Linked DNA regions of Mus musculus: region 1 is linked to region 2. The links are chromatin contacts, called in public HiChIP or PLAC-seq maps. All regions are on one chromosome and are shown on one strand. Each heading gives the region's core, a stretch centred on a gene start, on an enhancer-like site or on the middle of the called end of the contact. The rest is flanking DNA. Distances are from core to core; before and after follow the strand shown. Region 1 overlaps Taf3 (TATA-box binding protein associated factor 3). Region 2 overlaps Taf3 (TATA-box binding protein associated factor 3).

Region 1 (4,567 bases), core at 1,093-3,592, 79 kb before region 2:
GATTTCAGGTGTTCTTATTCCTACACAGGAAACCGTGTCACTCATTGCCCCAGAATTGTGCCTCTTGTGTTCTTTCCTCCCTCCTTCTCTCTCAGTACTTAATGCATTTATGTGACCACTTAAGTAAAAGTTATAGAAATACTTGGCACCCTTCTAGAAACTGTTAGCATTTTCTTTAAAAATTTCTATAGAAGATGATCTTTGGGTCGTATGCTTCTTAGTTCTGATAGTGTGGCCCACACAGCCACCAGTGTAGCTACAGCAATGTTTCCTCAACACACATACAGAAAAAGCTGTGATTTCTTTCTGGATCCTCTAGACTGTGCTGTGAGAGGGAGAAAGCCCAAAGGCTGTGTGGCCTCACTGGCTGAAGGGCTGCTCTAAGCACTGGCGCTGGCGGGCACGCAGGGAGCCGTGGCCCCAGCTGAAAAGTTACGTGAAAGACAAGTTGGTGTCTCGTCTCAGAGTTATCTTTGTGTGGCAGGCCTAATGCAACACTAAGAGTTAGAGCTTTAAAAATAGAACAATGGTCCTTTTAAAATATAGTTAGTGTAGTGAATTTACCCCCAAACTCTCCGGTGTCTCATTACTCAAAAAAAAAAAAAAAAAAAAAAAGAGGAGAAACTGTCCTGCCAGCAAAGAAGTGCATTGGGGAAATGGCCACTCTCTTTGAGAACATTTTAATTCAGTTTTAATCAAGAGGGCAATAAAAGAGGAAACATTTTAAAACTTGGTGTTTTCTTCTAGGATTGATTTTACTGATAGAAAATAGGCTGCAAACTGTGTCGGAAGCTCCCGTTGTGGCGAACGGAAGTCTGTAGCTGTGACATGAGGTGGTTTCTCTGCCTAGGGCTTTGCCTTCTCTGTAGAAGGAAGGGACATACCTACTGACCAGAAGCAGACACGTCACGTGTGGTAAATAGCTTGGAGCACTCTTTATGGTTACCTTTTCTTTGCTCCTAAGTAATTGTTAAATAAAAATTTTAGTAGAGAAATGAGAGCACTGTTTAAGATGAATTTTTTTAAAACAGTCTGAAGTACATTTTAGAATTTTAAAATAATTATTGTTTCCTGAAAACAACACTTTAGCTTCCTGTTTAGCGAACACTCATATTTTTAACTGTGAACCTGGCGTTCTGTAAGCTGAAATAGAACATTTTATATAAAGTTACTTGGGGCAAGAAAGTCTAGGTGTAGGTTATCCCACGTGCACATATTCTAAACATTTCCTCATGGTTTCGTTAAAAGACCACTTATTGTTGAAGCTTTAGGTCGAGATTGTTGATATCTGGTGTTCACGGGACAAAAGAAAGGGACGGTATAGAAATTAGTGTGTGATAGCTGTCTACAGTCATGAATGTAAATTGTTATGTCATGTCGCGTGTAATCTGTGAATTTGGACATCGACACATATTTTCAAAAGTTGTGAAAGTTCCTTGGTTTAATTATTGTTATCACTGGAGAGATGCCAAGATCCTCATTTCCCCTGAAATCTTCCCGTGGGCTGGAAGGGCTTTTTTCACCTCCTAAAGCTTGTCTTCCCCTCCTCAGACAGGTGGCCTGACGCCGGGAAGCGTGCTGCTTTCTCCCTGCACAGGGACCTCATCTGCCTCCTTTATCCTCAGCAATCTAAGTAACTGTCAGCCTGGCCTGCGGAGCTCTCTGGAGTTCCTTCTCGCTCGCTCGCTCCATTCCAGTGGCGATCCCTCACCTCATGTTTAGTTTTGCTGTTGCCGCCCTTCTTGGGCTGTTCAAGTCTTTCTTTATAATGTGGCTATAGCTTCTGTCACACGACCACACGCTTAGTCTAAAGCCTCGTAGAGTACATGAGACAGTAGCAGTGTCTGAGTCCTTAGAGGCAGTTAATACTGATTTTATACAATTCTGAAAAGACAGTTTGAGTGTGTAGCTTTGGGACTGATCTTAGACCCGGTGGGTGTTGAGGTGGAATACTTAGAGGCCTTGCCATTCCTTTCATAGTTGACTGTTTGCAGTTATTAGTTAGCTAATTTCTCAGTGTTTAAAACCCAAGTCAGATAGCCCCATTTCTTAGCCTGAAATTGTCTGCAAATGTTAAAGAAAATATAGTTGTCATTTCTTGCTCAATTCTTGAAGGCACAAAGGGGGGAAACATTTACAGTATTTTGGCACCGGTTTACTTCTAAATCCTTGGACCGTGAACAAAACATGATATCATATACAGTGGGGTTTGGGGTACTATTTTAATACACTAGCAATACACATTCCCTTTAGTAATGTGCCATGGTAAAGCACAGAAGTGTTGGAGCTAAGATGGCTGGCTGCTGAGTCCTTTTGAGGAAGTGACTTGACCGAGAACTACAAAGCCAATATGGGACAGAAATAGAGAACATGGCCTTTAATCACATGACACATGCCTCCTCCTTTGGGATCTCATGTGTTATTTTGGAGACGGCTGGCTGATAGGAGCCCCTGTCTGATGGAAGCACATGTCTTTGTCTCCTCGTGTCATGGTCCCCTTGTGGCGGACTCATTGTACTTTAAGATCTCTAGTTTTTCAGTGTACTGCATTTGAGTATGTACTACATGCCACTGGTGTGCATAATGAGAGGCCACAGGTGCTGTGCCTCTGACCTCACGCTGCAAGGCATGCTAAATACAACCTCAGCGGGCATGCATGGCATGAGCAGGAATTTCAGAACTGTTAGTGACAGAGGTGGCGCTTGAGTGAGGTTTCTTGGCTCTTATTCCAGAAGCACTTTAGAGATTGAGGCACTAGAATTATGACTTGAAGGCCAGCCTAAACTACTCAATGGCAAGACCCTCAAATTTTGAGACCCTTTTAAAAGAGAAATATATAAAATTTTAGATATGAAAGCTGATTAAAATACCTATCAATAATATAATAAAGGCCGTGAAATGTTATATAACACTAAAAAAGGATCTTTAGGAAGACAGAGTGTAGAAAAATCTCTCAGACGTCAAGTTCAGTGATAGAATCTAGGTTCAGACAGTACCTGTGCTTGTGGCAGAGTAATGATCAGTTAGACCAGTGATCAGTTAGACCACGGTTCATTGGGAAGGAATAGTTACCGCAGTTTTCTGTCTGCATCTGAGTATGTCCAACTTGTCAAGAGCCACAATTGTAAATGGATGTGCTTGGTGTATATTTCTTCTTCTTGTTCTTGTTGATGATAGTTTGTTTTCTTTGTTTGATTTTTTTCAGTTTGGATTTTGGGGTTTTTGTTGTTGTTTTGTTTTGTTTTGTTTTGTTTTTGAGACAGGGTTTCACATCTGACTCACCAGGATCACCGCTTTCCCTGTGGGCCATTATTAAATAAAGTAAGGGTCACTTGATCACAAGCTATGTGATACTTTTGCACCGATCTGATAACTGACAGGGTTACTAAGTGACACAAGTACTAGCTAGTCGGGGACTGCCTGGCTAGCAGTGTGGGCAGTGGGCTCATTTACACCCTGGACTGTGGAGTGGGATGGTCCTCAGAAGAGCCTGCAGTCTAGAGTATACATACATATGTTATCTGTAGAGGGCTGTGGTCTGTAACAGCACAAGCCAGGCCCTCTATCCACTCAGTCTCTAGCGTGGGGACAGAGGGGAGAAGCAGCTTCACGGCTCTTAGGCCTGGGAGCTGCTTTCCTGCTTAGTAACTGAGAGCAGCAGTGGGAGTTCAGAGCGGCTGCAGACCTTAAATGAGAAACCTGTGTACACTGTAGCACATTGCCGTTCCCCATCATGATCTAATACTCTGACTTGAACATACTATGACATCTGCCTTCCAGTACTTCTTTTAGTTGTATTCAGGAAGTAAAATCTACAAGATGAGCAAAAACTACCATTCATTGATATTATTATAAAGTTGTTTACAATACCTCTTGAGTGAAGAGTGAGACAGGTCACACTGTGTTCCACAGCCTGGTTCAAGCTAATGGCAGTTCTCCAACCACAGCTTCAAAAGTACTGAGATTCCAGGCATGTGCCACATGTCCTAACTGTATTAAGAATAGCTTTAAATGTTGTGTGAAATAGCTTTCATATGTGGAATAAAAGCAAGCATGGTAAGAAAGTAACTAAAAGGCTAGGGAGAAGGGTCATAGGGCAAACACCTGCCATGCAAGCCTGAGGCCCTGTGTTTGAATCCTTCTGCACTCATGAAAAGAACCTGGCATGACTGTGCGTGATGTGTGTAGGGCAAGCGGCACTGTGGAGGGAGGAGCCAGAAGGATCACTGGGTGACTGCGGTTTGCTGGCTCTCAGCCCAGCTCCTGGTTTATGGAGAAAGCCTACCCTACAGGAATAAGACAAAGGCTTGTAGGATACCCAACATCTTCCACTTGTATAGGCATGTGCACTTGGGCGCACACAACACACACACACAACACACACACACACACACGATTTGAAAAATTAAGCTTTCAGCAGTTTGTTAACTACTACCATTAGAAAAGGGTTCGCTAGGGCTGGTGAGATGGCTCAGTGGGTAAGAGCACCCGACAGCAATTCCAAAGGTCTGGAGTTCAAATCCCAGCAACCACATGGTGGCTCACAACCATCCATAAAGAAATCTGA
Region 2 (4,237 bases), core at 1,018-3,517:
GTGGGAAACCTTGTCACAAAACGGTCAAGAAGCAGTCGTGGAAGAAGCTTGACCTCAACACACCTGCAAACACGCATACAACACACACACACACACACACACACACACACACAGGTGTCCACCTGGATGTGATTGTTAATGACCCTTATCCACCAACAGCATGCATAGCATCTTTCTGCATTATGAAGGTAGTTGGCAGGAAGTTATAAAGCCTACTGCTCAGTTCCAGCTTTGTTTCTCAGTGTCCGGCATCCAGAGCACATATCTTTGGCAGCAGAGTCTTACTGGAATTCCACTGGGTTTCTAGGAACAGTAGCATTGTATTGCTTTGAAGGCCTCTGAAGTGACCTGGCCTACAGCTAATAAGGTGTTAACCTCACTCGGCATATATTCTTACATTTTTCTATGGATGTGTGATCAATATACCAGCATCCTAGTCTCCTGAAATGTTTACTATCTCATCATTATGACATGCTTGGGGATGCCATATCATTCATTTCTGCTTATTGTTCATTCTAAGACAGTTGTAAAAGTTCATTTTCTGAACCAAGTGTGGTGGCACTTGGGTGACAGAGGCAAGCGGATCCTTCAAGGCTAACCTAACATACATACCAAGTTTTAGGCCGGCCAGAGCTATATAGTGAGACCCTGTCTTAAAAAACAAATTAATTTTCTTGAATATAGAGAATGATTTACCTGACTCCAAAGTTAGAGAGTGCTGGCTTCTGAGTGTTTGTTTCTTCCCGATCCCCATGGCTTATTGAGAGCTCATCCTTCCGCTTTCCTTAGTCTGTTATCGCTCTGCCGCATCTTCTTGCAAGCCCAATGAAATGTTCGTTATTCATTACTTATCTGAGTCTTGGTGCCCTTTTAGGGTATTTTACAGATTTTGAACATTTGACAATAGAAGTATAATCATTTGGGCCTCTCCCTTGGAAACAAGATTCTATAATGGTGATGTTTTTCTCTAATTACTTCATGCAATTTGTTTCATTTTTCAAATAGGTCATGCCTGCATTAAAAGATAAAATGTTTGCTACTTGATGTGTACTTGGGCTATGACAAGATAAAATACGCATTTTATGAGACGATGTAAATATTCAGGAGGCAAAGCCATGAGCTGGAGGAATTAAATCCATTTATCGTTGTCTTATAATTATACGAATGTTAAATTTTGAGCTGTGAGGATCAAGAAGAATAAGGAATAATGATTGATTTGAAGAATCAACATAAAACTGATTCTCATAATTGTCTTTGGGTATTTGATCAACGTGAAATATGGAAATGACTGTCTCACTGTTTGGCATTTTAAGTACTGATACTCTAAAATAGAATTCCTCCCAAGTTTGGAATATTTGCTTAGATACTGAAGCTAGAAAAGTGGAAAACTTGGTGTGTTTGTTTTCCATTCCCATACAACAAATAGGCCTGGAATTTAGCTGTTTTAAACAATGGGCCTCCCCGCTGGCTTCTGAGGGTTTGAGCAGTTTTCACTCAGGTCTTAGAAGTTGCAGTCAAGGAAACGCCATCTGAAGGCCTCGATGAGGACTGGGTCTAAGTTCACCAGCCCACCAGCTCCTGCCAAGGCAGACACCGCAGCCGCCTTTCCCCACATGGGGCAAGGGGAGCATGGAGCACTCATAGGTGGTCTCCGAAGGGAGATTGCTGGAAGTGAGTGACTTTCATAGTATTTAAATCTGCCAGTGAGTGCACACCAGACTGACTACCACATTTAGGCTAGGTCTATCTGGGGCTTTCCATAAAAGTGAAAATGCAAAAACAGGAAGACTAGACATACATATTCATGTCACAAACCAACCTCGAGGTATCCCAGCCAGAGTACTGTAAACTCTCAGGAATAGTCCGAATTTGTTGTGAGAAGAGGTTCATTTAACATGTGAGAATGTGTTTCTTGTGGCAGATGGTATGTCTGAAATCTAAAATTAAATATGTATAAGAAAGTTAGGAGAATTGCTATTTAAGCAACATGCTTTTTCCTCAAAGTGATTGTTCTGCATTGACTAATTTCTGTGTTCAGAAGGTCACATGGCCGCTCTCCCTAAACATGACTACTGTGCTTTTCTCTGTCATGTCATCATCTAAAAATGGCCACTCACTGTTAGGTAAATAAGTAAGCCATTGTGAGGGAACTTTTCAACTGAGAGCACTTGAGTAGCCAGTTATTTGGACTCTGATAATTTAGATTACTGGTTTCATAGTGTTTGCACACAATAGCGGAATAATGAGGATCATTAAACCTCCTGTGCAGAACATATCCAAATTGTGTTTGCTTCTAACCTTGGAGGCTCTGGGGGGCTGGGAGGCTCGGCCTGCCTCTTTATTGACTTGTCAAGCTGTGAGTTTGCATTACAGCTCATGACCCATTCTGTTTGTGGTGGGGAAACAGGTAAAGAAATCCCTCTGACAGTCCCTCCTTCCACACATTTGTATGAATAACGCCAGTGTTTCTAGCAGTTAGAGCACTGTGACTAAATCCTCCAAGAGCTGTAACTTTAGCAGCAGAGCCACTGCGGGGCACACTTGTGGACTGCATTGCTTTCTCTGGGAGCCGCTGGCACTCAACAGGAAGCTCTGAAGGGGAACTTACTGTGCATGTCAACAGGAAGGCAAGAGCAAGCAGGACCAAAATCTTCTCCACTGTGATTAAATCGTGTGCTGATGACAGGTTAGCAGATCTGGTCGGAGAGCCTGGACTATGTTGTACTGCTATGTGATTTTTCATATTGCTAAAACTAGATAATAAAAGAATTTTTCTTAAGAAAGGGAGGGGGAAGGGAGGGAGACAAAGAAAAGAAAAGAAAAGAAAAGAAAAGAAAAGAAAAGAAAAGAAAAGAAAGGAGGAAAGAAAAGGAAGGAAGGAAAGAGAGAGAGAGAGAGAAAGGAAGGAAAGGAAAGGAAAGGAAAGGAAAGGAAAGGAAAGGAAAGGAAAGGAAAGGAAAGGAAAGGAAAGGAAAGGAAAGGAAAGGAAAGGAAAGGAAAGGAAAGGAAAGAAAAGAAAGAATTGTTTTGAAAACTGTATATTCAACTAGCCTAAGTCTCTTAGAAGCTAAACTCAAAATAACTCAAACTCTAGGAAACTCTGAACTTCAAGAGCTGGGGAAGTAGTTATAATTTATAGTTTGTCTTATAAAATCATGTGTCTACTTTAATAACTTGTCCTTACACACACACACACACACACACACACACACACACACACACACACGATACATGCATAAGTTCCCTCACACTAAACCCCACCTCTAGACAATCCTTCCACTTGTCATATCAACACACTGAAGACCCAGCACACGAGCATATGTATCTTCTGGAACAAACCACATGCAAACCATAGCAAAAGCTAAAGGACGCATTTATTACTTTAGCCACACAAACAAACAGCATAGACCGGGAAGCCTCTCTTCGCTGCTTCCTTGGACTTTAGGCTTTTGCTCTCCATCAGCGATGGCAGTCACCTGTGCTGTGCTGCCCTTTGACTTAACCTGGGGCTCCATGCCATTTATGTATCACTAAACGTGGCCAGCATTTCCCTAGAAGGTACTGGGCAAGCCATCATTGTGTTAAGTTCCCAGAGATACCTAGATGTGTATATTTTTACTTTTTTGTTAATTTTACTCTAAGATTTATATGTTAATTATGGATAAGCGAAGGAAAAGTAGCCTGTAATCCCAGCTTACTGAGGCAGTTTCTGAATAGTTTACACACACTTGAGTATATGCTTTTGAACTTTTTTTGTAACTACACACAAATATTCATGCTTGTATTTTTCCTTAGAAAACTTGGATTTATACTACTCACAACTATTTTTTTCTTTTTGATAAAAATAAGTGTGTGACTACTTATATAATGTGGTATTTTGACACAGGTCTTAGTCTATAGCCCTGAATGTCCTGGAACACACTGTGTAAACCAGGCTAGCCTCAAACTCACATGTGCCTGTCCCTGCCTCCCAGCCACTAGGATTGAAGGCATGAGCTAGCTACCTGGTTAGCCAAAGGGTTATCCATCATGGTTTTATAAACCGTTCAGAAGCACCATGCCGGCTGCCCGTCCCTCCTCAGACCTACAGCACTATGTGTCCTGGCGTTTTAGTCTTCACAGTAAGGCCATTCTGTCACCGTATTCACCTTTCCACCACCACACCCATTCCCCCTGATGCAGGTCTGCTTCTGAGGTCCTTTGCTCAAGTGACGTTTATTTTTCAAAGAAGCTGTTT

What was found. HiChIP or PLAC-seq counts read pairs in DNA pulled down with a chosen protein or histone mark.
Region 1: a contact with region 2 is called in an H3K4me3 HiChIP or PLAC-seq map of bone marrow-derived macrophages, with 2.6 times the contacts expected there. The contact joins two enhancer-like sites. A contact is called at or near these places in 11 of 484 Hi-C or Micro-C datasets (the AML12 cell line, ECoMG-derived neutrophils, bone marrow-derived macrophages and 7 more), 1 of 115 datasets of contacts at active chromatin or transcription factors (bone marrow-derived macrophages) and 1 of 9 other capture datasets (embryonic stem cells).

What each region holds. Positions count from the first base shown.
Region 1 is chr2:10,003,211-10,007,777 of GRCm38.p6, reverse strand. All of the region lies in intron 2 of Taf3 (TATA-box binding protein associated factor 3), which reads left to right. Among named protein-coding and RNA genes, the nearest start is that of Taf3, 43 kb to the left of the region's middle. Within about 2 kb of position 2,342, at least 16 of the 459 cell types and tissues checked have an H3K27ac peak or open chromatin away from gene starts, as enhancers often do. A contact at or near this core is called in bone marrow-derived macrophages, where this site is marked.
Region 2 is chr2:9,924,646-9,928,882 of GRCm38.p6, reverse strand. The region is part of intron 4 of Taf3 (TATA-box binding protein associated factor 3); the gene reads left to right. Gm31290 (a long non-coding RNA gene) reads right to left here. Exons shown (of 3, transcript XR_003953758.1): 3 at 2,953-4,237. Among named protein-coding and RNA genes, the nearest start is that of Gm31290, 10 kb to the right of the region's middle. Within about 2 kb of position 2,267, at least 37 of the 459 cell types and tissues checked have an H3K27ac peak or open chromatin away from gene starts, as enhancers often do. A contact at or near this core is called in bone marrow-derived macrophages, where this site is marked.